2 separate regions of the Callithrix jacchus genome follow, and region 2 is linked to region 1. A link is a contact called in public Hi-C data. All regions are on one chromosome and are shown on one strand. The core of a region is the stretch at or near the end of the contact, and the rest is flanking DNA. Distances in the headings are between cores, read along the strand shown. Region 1 holds the start of MRPS18C (mitochondrial ribosomal protein S18C). Region 2 holds the start of COQ2 (coenzyme Q2, polyprenyltransferase).

Region 1 (6,528 bases), core at 1,051-3,550:
TGTCTCTACTGAAAATACAAAAATGAGCTGGCCGTAGTAGAATCCTGTAATCCCTACTTGGGAGGCTGAGGCACGAGAATTGCTTGAACCTGGGAATCACAGGTTGCAGTGAGCCCTGATCGTGCCACTGCACTCCAGCCTGGCCTGGGCTACAGAGCGAGACTCTGTCTCAACCAAAAAAAAAAAAAAAAGGAATACGAGCTTCAGGCTAGGGCTGTACCAAGTATATAATTATGTGGTCACATATGGAACATACACCTATATGTAAATAGATATTATCACCAATTTACAGCTGAAGAAATGGAGGCCCAGAGAGGTTAAATTACTCGCCTAAACAGCAAGTTTATGAGTGTTGTGATGATACTGGGATTCTGAACAGGGTCTTGCTCTGTTGCCCAGGCTGGAGTGCAGTGGCTCCAGCCACTGCATGATCATGGCTCAATGCAGCCTTAACATCCTGGGCTCAAACGATCCTCCTGCCTCAGCCTCCCAAGTAGCTAGGACTAAGGTGCAGGCCACCACACCTGGCTAATTAAAAACTTTTTTTTGGTAGAGACTAGGTCTCTGTTGCCTAGGCTGGTTTTGAACTCAAACTTCTGGGGTTAAGTGATCCTCCCATCTTGGCCTCCTAAAGTACTGGGATTACATGCATGAGCCACCGCACTCGGCCAGATTCTAATTTTTTTCTTTTTTTTGAGACGGAGTCTTGCTCTGTCTCCAGGCTGGAGCACAGTGGTGCAGTCGCGGCTCACTGCAACCTCTGCCTCCTGGGTTCAAGCGATTCTTCCGCCTCAGCCTCCCAAGTAGCTGGGACCACAGGCGTGTGCCAAACGCCCGGCTAATTTTTGTATTTTTATTAGAGGTGGGGTTTCATCACGTTGGCCAGGATGGCCTCGATCTCTTGACCTTGTGATCCACCAGCCTCAGCCTCCCAAAGTGCTGGGATTACAGGCGTGAGCCACCGCGCCTGGCCAGATTCTAATTCTTAAACCTGTACTAAAACAGCAGGAAGACTGCTAGATGTCTACGAAATGTCAGCGCATTCGATGTTTCTGATAACTGCAGCTCTGCCCGCCCAGGCTCCAATATACAGAGACTGGCCTGTAACAGAATCATGGCTGTACCAGTAGACACTCGAAGGAGTTCTTAGGAATTTGGAATTGAGACTGAGAATCTGAACACTGACTTGGGGTGGTCTACTACACAGAAGAAACGTAAACTTGGAGGCAGCAATATAGTAAAGTGATTATAGTAAAATGGAGTAAGAACTGTAGTATCTCAACTATTCAGGGCCTGATTACTGTTGTAAAATCTAGATAATGTAACTAGTTTCACATAACAGGTCTTCAATAAACAGCAGATTTTATTTGTACAGTAGGAGCTGCTGTTATTTGGAAGCCTAGATTTGCGTCTCAGTCATGCCATTTATTTGCTGTGTGTACAACTTTTATGCCTAGGGGTTTACATTTCATATTCATACAGAAATGTAAATAACAAGGCAATCAATAACTCCTAAGTGCCGATTAACAGTGGTAACGAAGACGAGAGAAGCTAAGGTGACGATAAAACTGGTCAACTCTGCATCTGGGAAGGATGCCAAACGTTTGCAGTTTCAAGTTCCAAGCCCTCCGTACCTGGTCTCCCATCCCTCTGTCAGTGGGCATGTGACGTAGGAGGTCCGGGTTTGTATCACCACTTCCGAGGACAAGACAATCAGGGGAATCTGAGAGTAGACAGGGTTGTACCTCGACCGGTATTACGCCCGCAGTTTTCCGCCGCCTGTTCTCAGCCACCATTTCCTCCTCCTTCTTCTCTTCATCTCCGCGCTCGAGCTTGGCCGCGGTGGGAGCGACAAAAACGCACCCCACGCTTGGACGTTTCCTTTTGGGGAGAGACACCCGCCGGCGGATGCGGGAACCACCTTCATCCATGGCAAGGGTCCAGGGCCCTATTCAGAAGTCATTCTAAGTGACCCAGACGCTAAACCCGAATGGAAGTGAGAGTAGGAGGAGGGCGCTCCTTTACATCCACCTTGGGAAAAGCCCCCAAGTTAGTTCTCAGGGCTCGCGGACCGGAAGCAAACATAAATGTCTGCCCTCTCCTTGTCCAATCATAAGCGGCACGTGACCTGCCACGACGTGAGGGCCAGAACCAAATGGTGCTGCGCATGCGTATTGAAAACCTCACCAATTCTCGTGGGTCCTGAGCGTTCTCCCGCGGAACCTTTGAACCGGGTACTCAAGCCAACAGGGGAAGAGCAGCGGAAGGGACTTTTCGGAACGACTTGGAACTAAAGGAAGTGGATGAAACGCGGAATCATGGCCACTATGGTTGCTGTTTGTGGTGGTCTAAGGAGGAAGAAGTTGACACACCTGGTAACCGCTGCTGTCAGCCTTACACATCCCGGGATTCACACTGGTAAAGTCTCCATATCATATGCTCCATTGTAGCGTTGCAGACATGACCTTAGTCCTAATGGTTGGTGGAGTCGTCACTGTCATCAAAACGACTCTAGTTTCTAGGCGATTAAATTTCTCCAAGATGGATGGGAATCTTTAACTGCCCATGGCTAGTTTTAGTGTCTAGTCCACTCCTTTAAAATATTTAAACGTATGAGGAAGTTGGAGTGGTTATTAAAAAAGTAGAGATCTCTGGATAATCTTAGCGAGGAAGGGACATTTCCACAGTCGCCCAGCAGCAAATTCCAGATGTCTAAGGTTCCCAGGCAGAACGAAATTGTGACAGAGGTCTTCACATCTATATATTTGCAATTTTATCTTCTCTGTAAGTTATCTCTGGGACGGGTCTGTTACTCATTTTCTTTTTGGTATGGCAGTGCTTGTTGCTTCTCCTGTAAGAATTTGCATTAAGCATTTTCTCTAACCATGGAATGAAGGGAATGTCAGAAAGAGAGCAGATGAGTGGTTGTATGGGCGAGAAAACATGTGTTTTCCCCCAAAGCCCTGGAATGCACACCCATGTTAAGTCTTAATCTGTCCCAAATATAAATTAAAGGTACTTAACCAGTCATTCTGAATATAATGAATATAAAACCATTCTTTCATATTGTGTCCCTTAATTCATTCCGTCTTCATAAAAACAAAAATCCTTAGCTATTCACCTAAGAAAAAGAAATCGTTAATTGCTGTTTCTGTTTAATTGCAGTGCTGTGGAGAAGAGGTTGTTCACAATATAAACAGGTAGCCAGCAATGAAGACCTGGTAAGAATTTTTTTTTCTGTTAGTAAGGCACTTGCAAATATGACCAAATTATAATTTTTGAATGAGAACTGATATTACACTCTAACATCTTTTATTTTAGCTACTCGAATAGAGTTCTGCTGTAGGACAAAACAATTAGATAATAATTACTCTGAATTCAGAAATTATGATGAATTGGCATCAGTTAGATGAGTTTTGAAGTAAGGGAATTCCTAGCTTCCCCTACTTTGCAAGAAGCAAAGCTGCTATAATACCATATTTTTCTTCCTAGATCTTAAATTTAAGAATATGTCATTTGGGAATTGTTTATTATTTTTTACATTATTTTATTCTCAAATTTATCACCATTATTTTTTTATATAGCCCTCTGTAAGCAAATGATTTGGGAATTTTTAAAGGTAGTTTGGGTGAGTAGAATTTTAGATAACTGAAAAGAGACTGTACAAAGCTTAGCTGTATATTCACATTTTTTTCCTACCTTTGTCTCATTTGGAGGGCTGCCTTAAGAAATTAGGGATCAAGGCTGGTGTGGTGGCTCATGCCTGTAATCCCAGCATTTTGGGAGGCTGAGGCAGGCAGATCACAAGGTAGGGAGTTTGAGACCAGTCTGGCCAATATGGTGAAACCTCATCTCTACTAAAAATACTAAAGAATTAGCTAGATGTGGTGGTGCATGTCTGTAATCCCAACTACTCGGGAGGCTGAGGTAGGAGAATTGCTTGAACCTGGGAGGTGAAGGTTGCAGTGAGCCAAGATCACACCATTGCACTCCAGCCTGGGTGTCAAGAGTCTGAGACTGGCTCAAAAAAAAAAAAAAAAAAAAAAATTAGGGATCAAAATTAAAGTTTTACACCAAGACATTAAATACAGTTTACTCTAACCTGTTGGCATATTTTTATGAGTTTAAAGTATTAGTATGGACTTGAAAGCACAGGTTCTTACTGCATACAAAGGTAATTTGACACTAAGACTATACAAAGCACTTGCACAGAGCTGAGGAATGTAGTCATGAGAGCTGAATGTAAATTGGAAATTTTGGAGGAATTGGAAAAAACAAAGGAACTTGTCTAGTTTCTCTGAGCATGTGTCTTGGTAATCTGATTAACCCCCATACTTTAAGAAAGTAAAGGGACTTTATTCTTTTTAGTTCATAAATCCCTTTGTCTCTAATCAAATTTATGGATCCTCTCCACAGAAAAAGGCACACAGTCCCATTCATTTGAAATTTTGCATACAATTACAGGGAGTCATGGGTTTCAAAGCCATTTCTAGGTTGAGAACCTCCATCCTGGAGACAGCCATACTGATAGTAGGAGGAAGGCACTGTGACAGAAAAATAGAGGCAATAGTGATAATAGAAAAGCCAAAAAGGCGGATGCAAACTTATATAGTAGTCTGGGATGATAAAGAACCTTTTATTACAGTAAGTCATGGGCCATTATCTGTGTATAAAAATAATGATAAAATACTTGATAGACATGGGGATGGATAAATTAGGGATTGCACTCATTTAAGAATGGCATGTTATCTAAAATTTTTTTCATTATCTACAATCTGGGCAAAGCATTGAAACAGTCACTTTCTTATCAGACATAATTTATTTTTCTGCCATAAACCCTTTTATTCTACAAAGATTGTACTTTATTCCTGAATCTTCCCATGAGCTAATTTATAGACTAAACTGAAACAAAATAAAATGCTTGTACAAAATATGTACACCATAAGAAAGGTATAACGAATCCTTTGAATGGATTTGAATGTAGAATAGTAACCTTTTAAAATTCAGAATGAACACATCCTATTATCAGACTTTCCATTTTTTTTCCTAGCCCATTCCAATGGAAAACCCTTATAAAGAACCACTTAAGAAGTGTATCTTGTGTGGAAAGCGTGTAGATTATAAGAATGTACAGGTGAGATCTGGTTTTACTTCACTATACTTTATTTTAGGATTTTGCTTCTGATAGATCTGCTTATAGAGAATCAAGTCAGTTTATAGAAGGCTTTTGTAGAGGTAACTGTTTTTTAGTAACTTCATAATTTCAAATCTGGTTATAATTCTATGTATAAGTTTATTTCTGCTTTCTTCAAGTAAAAGCACCTTGGCTCTTCCTCATTTACTATTATTACCACTCTTTTTTTTTTTTTTTTTTACTGCCCCAAACATTTTAATAGTTCACTATGGTGGTGATTCTCAATTGGTGAGGGCCAGAACTTTGGAAAAAGCTCATCTGATGAAGCTGATCTCCTTACCTCACCATCCATATCACTGCTTCACATATTATCTCGTCTAACTCTCAGCAGGTTAGAAGTTCAAATTTGGGGGAAGTGAATGGCACTAGAATTCTATATATTGGCTGGGCGTGGTGGCTCACACCTGTAATCCTGGCACTTTGGGAGGCCAAGGCAGGCGGATCACCTGAGGTCAGGAATTTGAGACCAGCCTGGCCAACTTGATGAAACCCTGTCTGTTAAACATACAAAAATTAGCTGGGCGTGGTGGCGCATGCCTGTAATCCTAGCTACTTGGGAAGCTGAGGCAGAAGAATTGCTCGAACCCGGGAGGCGGAGAGGTTGCAGTGAGTCGAGATCATGTCATTGCACTCCAGCCTGGGCGACAAGAGTGAAACTGCTTCAAAAAAAAACAAAAAACAAAACAAAACAAAAAATGAATTCCGTATATTGACAGTAGTATACAGTAATAGCTGCCTTTGAGGGAAAAACCAAGAAATTACAAACACACATACTAGGAAGATTATGTAAAGTGCCAAGAACAATGACTAGCACCTAGAAAATTCTAAAGAAGCATTTAAATTAATAAAACATAAATTACAGCAAATGCCTGGTATACTTGTACCTCCTGAAAATCTCACTACCCTCTGATAATTTGTCTTAATGATTATTATCAGAGGGTAATGTGATAGCCTGTCCTGATAGATGAAATTTTTTAGTAGCTTGTTTCAGCAGTGTTTTAGAAAGTTATCTGCGGAAGTCAAGAAAACAGATTTAGCATTGAATGAATATGCTGATTAATCTGCTATTTAATTATATATAGACTTTTGACATATGGGATAGAAAATACTACTTCAGAAGATAACAGGATGGATAACAATATTTTTTCTCATATTTTATGAAATGTGTCTGAAATTTAGTAAAGCTTTATATAACTTGAAGGCTGTTTTTTGAAATTTACACATTTAAGAATAAATAACAAATATTTTTTTTTCCCCTCCAAATAAAACTCCAAAACAGCTTTTGTCCCAGTTTGTTTCTCCATTTACTGGATGCATTTATGGAAGGCACATTA
Region 2 (6,531 bases), core at 2,123-4,622, 180 kb before region 1:
AAAAAGGATCGTATTCACTTACTGATAGGAATCTGTAGAGCTCCCCTACAGATGACAAAAGTTTCTACAGTGAAGGGGAAAGTAAGACGACTTCTCAGTTCTATGCCTGCCACTTGTAAGCTGAGTAACACTAGACAGTAAAGTATCTTAAGGCTTAAGTCTCCATTTCACCTGTAAATAAGGGAAGAGAACAGCTACCTCATAGAGTCGTTATGAGATGACAATATTAATTATGATGGTTATGACAACAATAACAGATACATGGCACTTACTGTACCAGGTGGTTTCATAGAACACTTTTGACTCACAACAAGCCTATGAGATAGGCATTATTTTTATTACAATCATTTTACAAATACAGAAACTAACGCAGAGAGGGAGTAATTGTGCCCAAAACCACACAGGTAGAAGGCGGCCAAGGTGGAATTCTAACCCAGATGGTCTGGCTGCAGTCTGTGCCCTAAGTCCAGTGCTGTCACTCTGTACACCCTAAATCTCTCTGTATACTTCAGTTTCACGTGTTCTTTTGTCCCTACTGATTCCTAGTGACATTTTTTTTTCTGTCTTCCGTATGACACTTTCATCCTCCATATTTTTCTGTGAAGAAAGATGGAGAGGTAGCAAAGACAAGAGACAAGTAGATTGCAAAAAGAAATGTTTCTAGTAGAAAAAGGAAAAACTGTATAGGAGATGAAATAAAATGAGCAAGTTCTGAGGGATGATGGGCAGATCAAAGACAGATGATCTTTAAGACAACATAATCACCCATAAATGTGGTAAAACAAAAAATTACACTCCCAATTTGATGGAAAGAGTGCCACCTGCTGAAACTTTCTAGAATAAAGTAGGGTGGCCCATTTGAAAGAAGCTGTATTGCCTTCTCAAAAACAATGAAACCTGCTACTGATCAATGAAGGTAACAAGTCGTAACTTCAACAAAATAAAACAATGAACATACAATTATCCCATAAAAAAAGAATTCAAATAAAAAATTATCAAACCTGGAGTTCTACTACTGTCAATTATTGTTCCTGGCATATGATAGGGGTTTGAAAAATATTTGTGGAATGAATTCTAACATAGTACTATAGTTTTCTGAAAAATCCTGTAATGATCACCTTATTTAGAGTGAAACCAGGCAGACTGGTATCTTAACATACATAATCTGTAAGTACAATTTTCTCCAGTCCCCACTTCTAAGATAATAATGGCTATTTCTTCAGCATATATTAAGACAGGCAGTGTTCTAAGCATTTAACATATATTAATGAATTTTCATGACCTCATAAAGTCCATATTACTATTAATAGTATCTTCATTTTACAGATGAGAAATAGATGCCCAGAGAGGGCTTATAATTTAATCAAGGTCCCTCAGATGAGCAGATTCACATCCAAGATGTCTGGCTCCAAAGCTTTGCTCATAACCCCTCCATTGCCTCCTGTTACAAGGCAGAAGGTCCAGCCACTAAGATAGAAGCCGGAGGTTTAACTGGGGAAATGGGAATAATGGTAGACGTTCATCTGTAGGCCTATAGTGCAGCTCCATGCCACAGACTCTGAGAACAGAATAGTCAGGCTTCAGATTGGAACTGCGCTTGCAAATGTATGCCTCTCAATGTGAATCTGGCCCCAAAACGCATGGGGGTCATACACAGCCTCCCAATGATGGCAGAGCTGTACCTATCATTCAATATGCTTTTATGCTTTAATAGCTGATTGGTATAACTTAGTGCTCTGATCTCAAATAGGTCGTACATAAATCTAGAAACAAAAAGCAAGGCCTGATTTGGGTCTCGTATGGGCAAAAGTGGAGTGAATGTACCTAGGCTTTTGAATGCATCTCCATACACTGCAATGGCAAATGTCACCATCTAGACTGGCTGGAGTTCATCCTCTATTCCTCCATGTCACCCAGCTTCTTCAAACCCGTTCTTTTCTCATTTCCCATTTTCCACACCCACTTGGTGTTTCAGGTCAGGCTCATATTCTTAGTGCTCTAACACTCCACCCTGGGTCTTTGCAAAAATACTTCCCGCACTAAGATCTCTTCCCTCCTCTGCAAAATCAGCTTGCCCTCTGGAGTATAATTTCTTCTCGAAACTTTCCAGCAAGGGATCCACAGTAATTTCTCTTTTCCCCATAGCACTTACTATCTGTACCACTCATATTTGATCCATACTTTCCTAGCTCACCAAATAGTCTTTCAACTAGACCAGAGTTCCTTGAAAGCAAAGAGTTTCCATAGCTCTTTCTATCTCCATGGTCGGACAGTGTAGTAGAAACTTATTAATTAACACTAATGGAGAAGCCAATCAACTAATAAGTGCATAAGGTTAGTTAGTGGTGAGTGCTATTAAGAAAAATTGAGGATAAAGCAATAGAAAGTGAGGTTGGTAGGTGTTAATTAATACGGGAAGGTGAGGAAAATCTTCCTGTAGGGGGCGATTGTGATCAGACAGGCAGTCCGCAAGCGCTGTCCCTGAGGAGTTCAAACGAATTAAATCTTTGCCTTTTGGGTGACGAACACCGGGTTCTTCTAGTCTGGCTCTGACGAGGAGTCTTAGTTTCCTCAGAGTCTTACCTGTCTTAATTATTGTCTTTGTGGGCCTTACAGGATTGCGGGGAGAATCAAACATTCTAATAAATGAAGGCGTGCTTCCATACTGTCAACCTGCGCAAACGCAGGGCCACCAGAACAGAACCTTCTACTAGAGTCACCACTTAAACAAGTATTTGTGGAACGAGAATTATCTTGCCCGCTTCGGGTACTCAGGGTGCCAACAGATGTGAAACTGGCGGGTCCTTTAGGAGACTGTCCCGACTGAGTGTCCCGAGGTGACTCGCTCCAGGGCGCATGGCACCCAGCAGCCAAGCCCAAGCTTTCAGGCTCTCATTTCAACGTGTCCCGAGGTGACTCGCCCCAGGGCGCACGGCACCGGGCAGCCAAGCCCAAGCTTTCGGGCTCTCAATTCCATCACGCGATGGCTGGCCGCCGCGGATAGCTCTGCCGAGCGGACTCCGAGGCTGCTACCCGGAGATACCCGGGTTGCCCGCCCGCCAACCCGCACTCACCAATGGGCTTGTCCAACCGCATAAGGCGCAAGTACGGCTGCAGGGGGCGGGGCGCGGAGTCCACCACAGCCGCCGCGGAAAGGCTGAACTGGCGCCCGCGCGGCCCGGGACAAGCGGGGGGCTGCAAGTCACCACCATGGGGCGCGCCAGCCGCACGCGCCAGGGCTAAGGAGCGGCCCCGCCAGCCCGGCAGCCACGCTAGTGCCACAGCCCGCAGGCACCGAGCGAACTCCGTGGTTCGCGAACCCAGCATGGCGCTGGGGAGGCCGGGACGAGCCCCGGACGAGCCCGGATTGACGTCATTCCCTGTGGTCACCGGGAGGCATGCGCAGTGGCCTATCAGCAGACTACAATCAGCGCCTGCCAACCTGGTCGGTGGTGTGGGCAGGTCCTTTACGCGTCCTTACTTCTGAAACGGGGGTCCTCGTGGTCGCTTACTCTAAGGGAGGGATACTGAATGTAAAAGGAATTCCTATTGGCAAAAGACAAAAAAATTACAAATGTAGTTGTAAGTTTTTACAACTCGATCTCGATTGGCTTTGTGATTGTAGAATCAGGCAACGCTCAGAACAGGGGTCTCTGAGGGAAAAAGCAAACAAAAAATAGAATCGGACAACACCTTATTCCATAAAATAGAATAAGGGTTCTAAAGAGGCGAGCAGAGGAAGTTGGCTTTATAGACAGAAAAAGGGCTGAAGAAAGCAAAAGCAGAGAACAAAAAGCGAATTGGTCACTTCAGATTACTTTCATTGTGAGGCGGGGACAGGGAAACAGCAATAGAGAAGTAAATGGTTAACAACAGGTTACTTCAGGTTGAAGATTAAAACAGGGAACTTAATTGTCCTGACGATTGCATGTTGAAACGGCCTGTTTGGAAAATTGGTTGTTGCCTATCCTGACTTCTCAGAATGTCGGATACAACTTAGCTTTAGTTTGGGACTTAGAACTTTAGCATGGGTGACTCTTGATTCTTATTCTGAACTGCTGGGAGCTAGTGCAGGAACTTAGTTCAGAACAATGGCCCCCTATAATTTAACCCTGTTATCAGCTTTCTCAATAAATGGAAAAGGATAGTGTTTATTCATACGGAACAGTTAAAAAAAAAAAAAAAGCTTTGAAAAACCTACTGAACCCAAAAGAAGAATTTGCATACAGGATTAGCCATTTTAAAACAAAAAGTGGCCACATACAAGACTGTAAATTAAAATCGCATTCAGGGTTAAGGGATGTTCATTACACAAGTGAAAATTTAAAATTTGACAGCCATTCAAAGGAGTTGGTATAATCAACAGCCAGCCACTGTGTATGATGCTAAGAACCTGCAGCTGAAAAGTCTGGTTGGCATTTTTTTTTTTTTTTTGTGAGATAGAGTCTTGCTCTTATCCAGGCTCGAGACCAGTGGAGGGATCATGGTTCACTGCAGCCTCCACCTCTTGGGCTCAATCCATCCTCCCATCTCAGCATTCTAAACAGCTGGGACCACAGGCACAAGCCACCATGGCTGGCTAAATTTTAAATTTTTTGTAGAGAGGAGATCTCACTATATTGCCCAGGCTGGTCTTGAACACCTGGGCTAAAGTGATCCTCCTGCCTCAGATGGTCAGCAACCTTATTCATAGGCAACTCTGTATATGGCTGTCTGCCAGGCACTTTACATGTATCATCCCATTTAACCTCTCACTGGGTAACCCTAGGCAAGAAACTAACCTGGATTTTAGTATTCTAGGAAATTGACTTAGGCTTTAGGCTCCTTTCCTTAAAACCTGTACAATGATTCTGTGACTACTTGCATGTCTCAAGCACAGCAAGTTGAATGCCTGGCCACTTTGGTGTAATGAGGCAGGGGGTACCCAGCCTTTCTCCTGCCTGCAAAGAATAAAGGCCAATAGGCAATTTAGCAACACTCCTAGTTGTTTAGGTTGGAGACTATTGAGATCAGACTCACACCTGAAAAGGGTGTAATATCAGTCACGTATTGCATCCATGACTTTCCAATTTAGGCCACACTCTTTGTTTAAAAAAATATATTAAGAATTTCAGGATGGCAATAGCAGAGCATTAAACCAAGTACAAGGTGCTTCTTAACGTAGGCCCTGAGTGACTGCACAGGTACCCATGATGCTGACCCTGCCCAGAGCTGATATGACCCTAAGATATTTAGTCCAATTAAAGTGCACGGGAGACTGAGCTGGGCACCCACATGTCACTGAGTTAATTTGTAGGACAAGAGAACAGTCACATAGTGTAGAATCCTAACTTTCACAAGTCTCCTCTAGACTAATGCCAAGGCACAGTATGCCCTTGGGAAAGCCATTTAACTGCTGCAAACTCTTCAGAAAAGGCAGGGACTAGGCTTTCTCTAAAAGGGCCAAAAGGCTCTGGTTCCTCATTTTGGCTTGGCCAGGAACTCGTTTTGTTTTAAACTTATAACCCACAGGAACTGAAATGGCTAATTTTACATGTCAATTTGGCTAGGCCCTAGTGCCAAAATATTTGTTCAGAAATTATTGTGGCCAGGCACCGTGGCTCACACCTGTGATCCTAGCACTTTGGGAGGCCCAGGTGAAAGAATTGCTTGAGCCCAAGAGCTCAGGACCAGCCTGGGCAACATAGCGAGACTTCATCTCTACTTCAAATTCAAAAATTAGCTAGGAATAGTGGCATATGCCTGTGGTCCCAGCTACTTGGGAGGCTAAAGTAGGAGGATTGCTTGAGCCCAGGAGGTTGAGGCTTCAGTGAGCCATGCCACTGCACTCCAGCCTGGGTGACAGGGTGAGATCCTGTCTCAAAAGAAACAAACAAACAAAAAAACTCTTTCTTTTCTTTTTTGTTTTTGAGTTGGAGTTTCACTCTGTTGCCAGGTTGGAGTGCAGTGGCGTGATCTCAGCTGACTGCAACTTCCACTGCCCGGGGTTCAAGTGATTCTCCTGCCTCAGCCTCCTGAGTGTCTGGGACTATAGGCACATGCCACCACGCTCAGCTAATCTTTGTGTTTTTAGTAGAGATGGGGGTTCACCATGTTGGCCAGGATGGTCTCGATCTCTTGACCTCATAATCCTCCAGCCTTGGCCTCCCAAAGTGCTGGGATTACAGGTGTGTGCCACCATGCCCGGCCTCTTTCATCTTTTTTATAGTACCTGGAAGAATTTATTACAATGATTGACAAGGCTTTGAAAACAAGGCAACCCCTCCCCACATCACAAGGACTGAGAAAGGTGATCAAATAGATTTTGCAGTATGTTCAATGGTGATAAGTGGCATGGAGAAAAGAAGAGTAAGGGAGCAAAATAGGGACAGGTTGTATGTATACATAAATAGGGTGATTGGAGTGGTAGGATGGTCCTGATGTCACTTTCTCAAAGACTTGAAGGAGCTAAGGGAGTAGCTATGAGAGATCTTAGGGAAGAATATCACTAGATACTCTTAGAGGAGATGGCTAGTGCAAAGGCCCTAAGAT

Evidence for each region. A called contact is a pair of places that touch in the nucleus more often than the background predicts.
Region 2: a contact with region 1 is called in a Hi-C map of skeletal muscle, with 9 times the contacts expected there. The contact joins the promoter of COQ2 here to the promoter of MRPS18C in region 1. A contact is called at or near these places in 2 of 3 Hi-C or Micro-C datasets (both in skeletal muscle).

What each region holds. Positions count from the first base shown.
Region 1 is chr3:114,291,477-114,298,004 of calJac240_pri, reverse strand. It overlaps MRPS18C (mitochondrial ribosomal protein S18C), which reads left to right and starts at 2,300. Exons shown (of 4, transcript XM_054253185.2): 1 at 2,300-2,418; 2 at 3,166-3,221. The coding sequence starts at 2,304. HELQ (helicase, POLQ like) reads right to left here and starts at 2,083. Exons shown (of 18, transcript XR_004740809.3): 1 at 1,635-2,083.
Region 2 is chr3:114,477,463-114,483,993 of calJac240_pri, reverse strand. It overlaps COQ2 (coenzyme Q2, polyprenyltransferase), which reads right to left and starts at 3,372. Exons shown (of 7, transcript XM_008993056.5): 1 at 3,075-3,372. The coding sequence starts at 3,327.